Linked DNA regions of Oryctolagus cuniculus: region 2 is linked to region 1. A link is a contact called in public Micro-C data. All regions are on one chromosome and are shown on one strand. Each heading gives the region's core, a stretch centred on a gene start, on an enhancer-like site or on the middle of the called end of the contact. The rest is flanking DNA. Distances are from core to core; before and after follow the strand shown.

Region 1 (5,182 bases), core at 1,348-3,847:
TGGCCCAAGTGCTTGGGCCCTGAACCCCATGGGAGACCAGGATAAGCACCTGGCTCCTGCCTTCGGATCAGCGTGGTGCGCCGGCCGTGGCGGCCATTGGAGGGTGAACCAACGGCAAAGGAAGACCTTTCTCTCAGTCTCTCTCTCTCACTGTCCACTCTGCCTGTCAAAAAAACAAATAAAAAAAAGAATTATGAAATCTATTCAAGACACTACCTTTATGTAAACATACCTAATGCAATATGATTTGTCATAACAACATGCAAAATGAAGTTAACTGTGCAATGTATTGATTGTAAGATAAATTTTCTGGATAACTTAAAAGGAAGGAAAACTTTGGTCTCTCTATTTTATATTCTTACTGATCTGTACCAATTTTCTTCATTCTACTGGTAGGCACTTATCACTACTTTGTGCTCACTTTTCCTGAGAGTGAAGTACTGAGATTTTTAGAGAAGAAAGGAGATTCATTGCATCTAATGTTTACAAATTAAGTAAAAGACTGAGTTCCTGTTTTGCCTGTGGCTGTTTTACTCAGAGACCAGTAGTTTATTGAAATCTTAAGGTAAGTGCTTCCTCTAGGCAAGGAGGAAAGTTGTTGATTTCACTATGTTTTAACTGTCAGAGCATCTTCCAAGGGAGGGTGAAAAAAAGACAGTTCAAACAATTAGGTCAATGAGCAAACTGAAATTGTTTATAGGGGAAGAAAAGACATTTCTAAACCATAAGGAGCAGAATAAAATGTTATAAAAAAGACATAACATTTCCTAATTTGAGCGCCATATTTCTCATGGTAAGTCCAGTCAAACCTCTAGTTTACCATGTCTATCTTGATCTCTAAGTAGAAGAGGTCTCAGTTTAATATGTTAGATTAAATTTAAACCAATACTTTAATGATACCACAAATTTAAAATAAGGAACACATTGGGTGATTACTTAAGGCCCAGTTGCTAATGAAATAGATATTTTCAGAAGTTAGGGTTAAAATGACTATCACAGTCAGGTTGTTGACCAAAAAGTTATTGCCTGCTCTTAAACTAACTGAAACAATGATTAACAGTTGGGTAATACCCATATAAACCCACAATTGCATTTTCCCCATCACCCCTTCCTGAAAAATTGGATGAACTCAAGACTGAGAGTGGAGTCCGGTCAGACACGCAGGGGTGCAAGCCAGGCAGGAGTGCTGGTTGCCAAGACAGTTAATTTCCACCCTCAGGAACACTTCCTCGTCTTAAAAGGATTATGATACCTTATCAAAAACATTGCGGTATATGATGTAATACTCATCAGCAGGTCCTTCCTCATTACAGCCCACTCTTTCCGTTTCTGTAATTATGTATCTTTGCATATTTTCCAAAAATTCCTTGTCACTGCTACTAATGATAGGAGGGAGAACTGCATGTTTATTTATTTCTTGGACTGACATAAGTCACAATCCGCACACTTGTTCACCAGAGAAACTTTAAGTCGTGACCTGCTTTTGCAATAAAGTAAAACTGTGATAAGCCTGAAAGGGGGGAAAAAAGAACATAAATTAGTACAAAGCTTTAACAAAATTAAATCAGATATTGATCCAAACAACGTGTGTTTGAGGAAGAAAGGAGCTCTTCTCTTACTAACCAAGTACAGCTCCTCGCATAGAAGACACTAAGCACACTAGCAAAGTCTCTGGTTTGCGCAGTGGAGAAAAGGCCGGGAGGACCCAGCGGCTCCCACTTGGCCTGCCTGGCCCCTAGAGCACCCCATTCGGGCTCAGAACCTATTCGGGCATCCTCTCAGGGCCTTCACCAATTCACTCAACGTCCAAACTTAGAAATTCTGTAACCAAATAACCACTCTGCAGGCTTCTTTGCAGTGTCTTCGTGTTAACAGCTGAAAACCGCAGGGGCCGGCGTTGAAGCGCAGGAGGGGTAGGCCACTGCCTGCGACTGGTGCATCCCATTTGCGCTCCGGTTCCAGTCCCGGCTGCTCCACTTCCATCCAGCTCCCTACTAATGGGCTTGGGGAAGCAGCGGAGGAGGGAGGGCCCAAGAAAAAAACACCTTTTGAAAACTACAGAGATTCTCAGCAGATTAAACCGTTTCAGAGTGGTGCAAAAGCCAGAATCTTCCTGAGGCTAAGAAACGTAAGGGCTGACGGCAGAGATTTTTAGGACTTCCTATTTTCCCGTTTGCCTGGACTCGGCCCCAAGGATTTCCTCCCCTGGAAGCCCAGGGATCGGCTGGCAGACAGCTGCCTCTGTGAGTGGGTGAAGGACGCTTTCCCGCCCGGCGTTCCTGTCCTGCCCCTTAAGGTTTCCCTCCTAGTCATTTCCGGCTCGTTCCCACCCCGCCCTAACCATTACTCTGCCTCATGCCTTCTCGCGTCCTCACCTGAAGCCCTTTCTCCAAACACCATATCCAGTACTTGCACATAGTAACTAAGGAACCCAGGGTGTGGAACTGCATCTTGGGACAAGCAGTCCTAGCTAGAGGAGAGCATCAGAAAACTACAATTCCCAGAATGCACCTCCGTTTCCTTCTGCCTCTCCAGTGGGGCCTCTCCCCCGAGCCCGCCTCCTGTTAAAGACCCTCCCAGCCACGTTGACTGTATGGGAAAAGCCTTTTAAAACCATTTTAAAATTTTAAATACACCGTCTTGAGAGCATTCTGAAGGTGACTGTCAGAAATAAGCGCAGGCTAGGAAGACGTGAGAGTCACGATGCAATACGGCAAATGGCTAGGCACCCGCTGTATCAGGGCTCAGGCATCTGGTGTGGCCGCCTAAGAGGCGGGGCCTTCGGCGGGGGTGCCGGGAAACCCCGTGGGCCGGCGGCGCTCTTCCTTTTCGATCCGCCATCTGCGGTGAGTGTGTGCTCTGGTGCCGCTCTCAGGCCAGGGGCCTGGGCGCTGTCGTGCTCCTGTGTCCCAGGTCTAATCGGGTTCTTCTTTTCCTTCAGCGCAGGTGGGCCCGCCACCAGGATGCAGATCTTCGTGAAAACCCTTACGGGGAAGACCATCACGCTCGAGGTACGATCGGGTGGTGCGAGAGAAAGCCCGGGCCTGAATGAGGACTTGGGGTGGTATTGCGGGACGGGCGCTGTGTTCCAGCTTTTCGAGAATGCCTGGGAATTGCGGTTCTGAAGCCGTGCTCCGAATGCGGGTGGTTTTGCCGAGCAAGGGCCCGGGGCCTGACTTTCGTTAGTGTCGGGACTTGCCCTCGGTGGTCCCGGCCGGCCAGCCGCAGCAGAGGCCCGGCGGTGGCAATGAGGCGCTCCTCGCTGGCCGGCGTGAGCACGTGGGGCCGGGGGCCGCCGCCCGGTCTCGGCTGGGGCAAGGAGCCGGCTCTGCTTCCCGGTCGTAGTTTGGAAAGGTTGCCCACCCAGCCTGGCTCAGTGCTAACAGTCAAATGGAACTAAATGCGTTTTTATTCCAGTGGTTTTTTTCTTTGTGTAACCAACATGCTTGCATTTCACAACTTTTAGGTTGAACCCTCGGATACAATAGAAAATGTAAAAGCCAAAATCCAGGATAAGGAAGGCAAGTAGTATTTGATAGCTCAGGAAAACTAACCTGGGTGTAGGAGCCAGACACACTGATGGCTCCTGGTGGGGTGGGATGAGATCAGGTAACCCGGCTAAAAAACTTTTTAAGTAACAGTGCCCTCGGTTTATTGTGAAATGACATAGTAGACACAAGCTTGTGAGCACGGAGCCGAGCTGCATGACTGGAATCTTTGCAGTGATTCCACATGAGTGAATTTTGTCAAGTTACTTAGTTCTCTAGACCTGTTACCTGTGCTGTGTGTAAAAGGAAATTTACAAAATTAACAAATAATGTGATGGAAATATGTAAACACTTAAAATTGTGCCTGACCTGCAATAGTGGTTGGGGTCAGCTGTTGGTACCATTTATTTAGTTCAGGATTACTTGTAAACCTGGGCAAATGACACTGTTCTACCATCTTGGTTTTTTTGTGTTTTTTGTTTTGTTTTGTGAACTTCATTAGGAATTCCTCCTGATCAGCAAAGACTGATTTTTGCTGGCAAGCAACTGGAAGATGGACGGACTTTATCTGACTACAACATTCAAAAGGTAACGTTTGGGGAAAGGAGTAGCCCATTTAAAAACAAACAAACAAAAAAAAAACAAACAAAAAACAAAAAAACCCTGTTTTGGAAATTTGCTATGTAAAGGTGGGGAAAACAGATCAGATTCTGAGGTGTCACAGGAGCACTGGTGTAGTTTCTTGTAGTCGGTTTGACACCCCATGGTATGATTTAATACTTTTAATTTCTGAAAACTAACCAAGAACCACATACTCGGGAGTGGGGGATCCCTCTCAGGTGGTATTGTGTGCTGTCTGCACTTAACTAGAAGGTGTGTGACGCTGGTTGTCCATTCTCATTGCACTATGGAAGCTGTTTGGTTCTGTTACACACAGGAGTCTACTCTTCACCTTGTGTTGAGACTTCGTGGGGGTGCCAAGAAAAGGAAGAAGAAGTCTTACACCACTCCCAAGAAGAATAAGCATAAGAGAAAGAAGGTTAAGCTGGCTGTCCTGAAGTACTATAAGGTGAGCCACTTGAAAGTGATGGGGAGACTTTCAGTGAAGTCAGGGTTTGTTGGAAACAATTTTCTTTGTAATATATCGGTATTTTCTTATGGAGTGAGCAGATTTGAATATCCAGTATAACCACTTTTGCTTGAGTGGAGTATTCCAAAAATGACAGTTTAAAAATAGTTTTCTCTCCCCCTTTGGTATTTGAATGAGCTTCTGTAATGCAGCTCAGCTCTAGCTGCCTGCTCCAAATGAAGGTTCTGAGTCTGTTGTATGTCAGTTCTGGACTTAGCGTAAGCGCTTGTGCACAGCTGGACACTGACTTCAATGGAAGAGGTCCCGAGACTTCTGGATGTGGGTTTATAAGCACTAAGCTGCCTGCATTGTGTATTAGAAGAGGCTCAGTGTTCTCAGTCACGTAGACTTTAGGATGTGCTGGGGAAGTTCTCTTAACAGCAGGTTTGTGCTTTCAGGTGGATGAGAACGGCAAGATCAGTCGGCTGCGTCGCGAGTGCCCTTCAGATGAATGTGGTGCTGGCGTGTTCATGGCCAGCCACTTCGACAGACATTACTGTGGCAAATGCTGTCTGACTTACTGCTTCAACAAACCAGAAGACAAGTAACTGTATATGAGGAGTTA
Region 2 (5,182 bases), core at 985-3,484, 160 kb before region 1:
CAGACTGACATTTTCTAGGAAATGAACCTTTACAATCTTACAAGCTATGAAAACTTCTCAGCAGGCAGCTACTCCTTCACACACAAAGAAAGGTCTACCTCTATATCTTACCCCCTCTCTGTGGCTCTTTCAAGGAATTAAATATATCTTTAGGAAAAAAAAAGGAAAAGAAAGGCCTTATTGCCAGTGGGACACTTTGTGTAGCAAAACAAACTACTTAAGAATACATCTTGTAAGATGCGTTTAAATTTCTAAGGAGACTTGATTTCCTCCCTTCCAAAATAATTTTCCAAGATGAAAAGGGCAATAAAACAATGTTCCTAAAAACAACAACAACAAAAAAATACAACCACATATTCATGTATATGAAAGTCTTGAAAACTATTTTACATATTTTGTCAATCTAAAACATACATGCCAAAAAAAGTATTTCTAACCAATAAATGAAAATATCTCTAAGTCATTTCGCTAAGTCTCAAGATAAATCTGCCCCAAGTTCAATTAGCCATTTCTCGAGATAGAATCCACAGGTTCTCACTGTTTAAGAATGTCAACCATTTTGCCTTTTTATCTGATGCATTAAAAGGCTAAGCCCGTGCACACCAACAAGAAGCAATTCCTCCTCCTTAAAGCCTGCAGGGGGGACCCCGCAGAACCGCGCCCCCTCGGCACAAGAAGCCCAGATGCCCGCGCCCTGGCTCTGTCTCCGGTGGGAAGCTGCATTACGGTCGGGTGAGCTGGGCGGCGGCAGGACTTCGCCCGACTCCGTCCTCCCCGCTGCTCGCAGCCCCAAACCACTGGAGGCGCTCTCCCTTCACCGCAGTTGGGTCAGTGTGGACGTTTTCCATTCGGCCAGCTCCCCAGAAGCGCCCAGAGGAGAGGGAGGGGGTGAAGCCCAAGGGGGCCACCCACGCCAGGTCGGGCGGGGGCGAGGAGGATGCCCGCGGCCGAACGCAGTCACACAAGCCCGGGGCGACACTGGACCTCGCGCCTACAGCAACCCAGACGGGGAGGCAAAAGCCCCTCATAAAAAGATCAGGGCGCCCCACCCTCCCCTCGGAGCCGCAGCCGCAGCAGGCCAACGAAGCCACAACCCCAGCTCCTCCTTACACACCCAGCTCCCACCAGCGGTGGGTGCCTAACTTCCGGGACGCAGTGGAACGCCGCCGAACGAACGGAGGCCAGAACGTGGGCGCGGGGTGCGGTGCACGTGTTCCCCGAAAGCCAGACAATAAAGAACCCGCCCGGGCGTCTGCGGCCGCCCCACCCTTCTCCCCCGCGCCTCCCACCAGGGGGGGCGCCATCGCCCCGACGTTGGCAGACAAAGCCCCCTCCGGGTGGGGAGAAGGCCCAGCCAGAGGCAGCGGGGAATGCACACAAAAGAGGGAGGGGCGCGCGGCGGGAGGGCGCGGCACTCACCCACGGAGCCCGAGGAGCCCCTGCGCTTGGGCGCGGCCGGGGTGGAGGGGGGCGCGGTGGGGGCCGGGGCGGGCGGGGTCCACGCGGGCTCGGCCTGGGGGCTCACGTCGGCCGGGGGAGGCGGGGGCGGCCGCGCCGGAGGCTCGTCGTCCTCGGGGAGCTTGGAGGGCGAGACTGCGGCAGCGGCCGGCGGCGACGGCGCAGGCACGGACGACGCCGGGCTCGGGTCCCAAAGCGGCTGCCGCTCCGAGGCGGCTGGGGGCGCGGCCGGCAGGGGTCCCCGGGGCGCCGGGGGCACGAAGTCATTCCCGAAGTCCAGCAGGGGCGCGCCGGCGGGAGCGGTGGGAGCGGTGGGCACCGGCGCCGCGGACAGCCCGGCGGCGGGCTTCCTCTCTAGCACCTCCAGCTCCTCCAGGTCTTCGTCCTCGTCCTCCTCTTCCTCCTCGTCCTCCTCCTCCTCGTCCTCCGGCTCCCTCACGAACTGGTACTTGAAGGCGGGTGGAGGCCGGGGCGGGCTGTCCGCAGACGAGGAGACCAGCGGCGACTGGTCCAGGTCTTCCATGGTTGGCGGGCCGGAGATGCTGCTGCAGCTGCTGCCGCCGCCGGGGCCGCTTCTCCTCAGAGCCGCGGGCGGTTGTGGGGGTTGGGGAAGACTGAGAGGGGCCGAGCCCACGGAGCCGAGGGACCTGCAGTGGCGACGGCTCCCGGAACAATGAGACTGCTCCTCCTGCCTCCGCGCCCGTGATGCGCCACCCGCCCGTCCCCCCGTTGCCGCCGCCGCCGCCCAGACGAGCGAAGGAGAGAGGCCAGCAGACTCTCCGCCCAGTTTGGCGTGACTCACCCTCCTCCTCGGCGGGGAGGGTAGGGACTGGCGCGGGAGGGAAAGCGCCAATAGGCTGCGGGATAGAGAAGATGGGCAGCCGGCCGGCCCGATGGAAAGGGAGAGAGCTGAGAGTGGGTGGGGCTCCGTGCACTTCCTCTTTCTTACCGGCTGGGGTTGAGTTCGGTGGGCGGGGCTTGGAGATGGGCACTCCGCCCTCCACGTTGGGTAGATGTGGATTGGGGTGGGGGGCTTGGCCTTGCCCGCAACTGGAGGTCGGTCTGTTAGAGCACTGCTAAAGGGACGGGCCGCTGGCTGGGAGGGGTCAAAGCGGTTCCTGGCGCGCCACCGGAAGGGCGTTATCCTGGGGGACTAGGGGTGGAAACTTTCCTCCCCGGAAAGGAAAAAAACCAAAGTGGAGAAAGGTACAAAGAGGCCTGGGATGTTGGCCCTACGGATTTTAAAAGATTCTGAAATGAAAGATTGTATGTTTCCAAACTTAAATTCCCCATCACACATCACGACTACCACCACCACCCTGAAAGGAAAACAAAGACCGCTCTAGGCTCACTCCCAGTCTAAATGCAGACCCTAAAATGAGGAGGGCAAGGCAGAGCTGTGCTAGATCATGTGGCTGTCTGGGGCTGAAAGTCAGCTGTTCTTCCAAAGAGGATTTGGGGCTCTCCTGCTGCTGGACTCTACATGGTAGGAGAATGAGTCATCCAAAATGAGAGAGGGAGGGAGGGCAGAGAGGAAAATGGAAAGAGAAAGACGCCTTGGAAGGCAATTTTGGTTCACATTACAGTTCAATCACCTTGGGCTCGGTGAGTCAACACTTCAGATGATTCAGGCTTTCTGGGAGCCAGGAAACTGGTGCTTCTTGGTTTAAGATACAGTAATAAGCATGTTCCCCATTTCACTTTTCCCAGAACAACAGTTTAAAGTAAATGGTTGCACTGCATCTAAGAATCAGCATCTCTGCAGAGGTTCTGGAATGCCTTTTCTTTTCCTGATCACCTGTCCAAACCAGCGGCCACAGGCCTACTCTGGAGAGGGGGATACCTGCTTTTCAAGTTGTTCACAGTCTAAACCTTCCCTATCCAATGTTTAGTAACCAGCTCCTTGTGGCTAGTGAGCACTCCAAATGCCTGAAATGAGATGCATAAATGTAAAACACACACTGGATTTCAGGAGTTAGTACCAGTGCCTGGCATTGTGGTGCAGCTGTCAGTCCCTACTTGAAACTTGCATGTGCTGTATCAGAATGCCTGGTTCATCCCAGCTCTGCCTCCTATCCAGCTTCCTGCTAATGCACACACACCTGGGAGGCAGCAGGTGAGGGCTTAAGTACTTGGGTCCCTGAGTTCCTGGTCTCAGCTGGGCCTGGCCCTGACGGTTGCAGGCATTAGAGGAGTGAATAAGCAGATGGGGGTACTGTCTTATATGTGCACTCTCTCTGTCCTTCCCCCTATTTCTCTCTCCCTGCCAGATAAAAATTTCAAAAAAAGTTTAAAGAGTACAAAAGATATAAAAATATCAGTTTATATTGGTTAGATACTGAAACATTTTAGATATACTGGGATTTGTATATTATTTAATTTTAATCATTTCTTTTTAAAGAAGCTTGTAGGATATTGTAAAGATGTTTATGGCTGGCCGGCGCCACGGCTCAACAGGCTAATCCTCCACCTTGCGGTGCCGGCACACCGGGTTCTAGTCCCGGTGGGGGCGCCAGATTCTGTCCCAGTTGCCCCTCTTCCAGGCCAGCTCTCTGCTATGGCCAGGGAGTGCAGTGGAGGATGGCCCAAGTGCATGGGCCCTGCACCCCAGTACCTGGCTCCTGGCTTCGGATCAGTGCGGTGCGCCAGCCGCAGCGCACTGGCCGCACCGGCCATTGGAGGGAGAACCAAAGGCAAAGGAAGACCTTCCTCTCTGTCTCTCTCGCTGTCCACTCTGCCTGTCAAAAAAAAAAAAAAAAAAAAAAAAAGATGTTTATGGCTCACAATTGTATTTCTATTGGACTGTGCTAGTCTAGACTGATTAAGAAAATTTGATTGCCATGGGAAATATTGGTAATTTAAGCAAATTCTTAGCTCCAATTGATTAATATTATCCTAAGCTTAATTTAAGTTTTGAAAAAGAAGGGAAGGGGGGCCGGCGCTGTGGCATAGCAGGTAAAGTTGCCTCCTGTAGTGCCGGCATCCCATACAGGCGCTGGTTCAAGACCTGGCTGCTCCACTTCTGATCCAGCTCTCTGCTATGCCTGGGAAAGCAGTAGAAGATGGCCCAAGTCCTTGGGCCCCTGAACCCACATGGGAGATGCAGAAGAGGCTCCTGGCTTCAGATAGGTGCACTCCAGCTGCTACAGCTGTTTGGGGAGTGAACCAGTGGATGGAAGACCTCCCCCTCTTTCTGCCTCTCCTCTCTGTGTAACTCTGACTTTCAAATAAATAAATCTTTAAAAAAAATGAAGGGAGGAGATGATAGGTGGAACACAGGAGATTGGGTAGGGGGAGTGAAGCTATTCTGCCTTAAACTGTAATGGTGGATGCATAATATTATGCATTAGGCAAAACTCATAGAATTCTACAACATAAAGAGTGAGTCCTGGGGCCCGTGTTATGGTGCATCGGGTTAAAGCCCCAGATCAAGTCCCGGCTGCTCCACTCCTGACCCAGCTCTCTGCTAATGCACCTAGGAAATCAGTGGAAGATGGCCCAAGTGTTTGGGCCCCTGCACTGATATGGGAGACCCAGAAGAAGCTCCTGGTTCCTGGCTTTGGATCGGCTCATCTCCAGCCATTATGGCTATTTGGGGAGTGAACCAGCAGATGGAAGACCTCTCTCACTCACTCTGTCTCTACAGCTCTCTGTAACTCTTTCAAATAAATAAAATAAATCTTAAAAAAAAAAAAAAAAGAAAGTGAGTCCTAAAGTAGTCCAG

The links. A called contact is a pair of places that touch in the nucleus more often than the background predicts.
Region 2: a Micro-C map of ear pinna shows a contact between it and region 1, with 7 times the contacts expected there. The contact joins the promoter of RTN4 here to the promoter of RPS27A in region 1. A contact is called at or near these places in 3 of 6 Hi-C or Micro-C datasets (ear pinna, psoas muscle and skin fibroblasts).

Annotation. Positions count from the first base shown.
Region 1 is chr2:147,360,085-147,365,266 of mOryCun1.1, reverse strand. It overlaps RPS27A (ribosomal protein S27a), which reads left to right and starts at 2,597. Exons shown (of 6, transcript XM_051842885.2): 1 at 2,597-2,846; 2 at 2,947-3,011; 3 at 3,467-3,521; 4 at 3,991-4,076; 5 at 4,426-4,557; 6 at 5,016-5,182. The coding sequence starts at 2,964. The coding sequence ends at 5,165. It overlaps CLHC1 (clathrin heavy chain linker domain containing 1), which reads right to left and starts at 2,504. Exons shown (of 12, transcript XM_051842880.2): 1 at 2,376-2,504; 2 at 1,253-1,510. The coding sequence starts at 1,429.
Region 2 is chr2:147,521,724-147,526,905 of mOryCun1.1, reverse strand. It overlaps RTN4 (reticulon 4), which reads right to left and starts at 2,234. Exons shown (of 9, transcript XM_070069112.1): 1 at 1,420-2,234. The coding sequence starts at 1,981.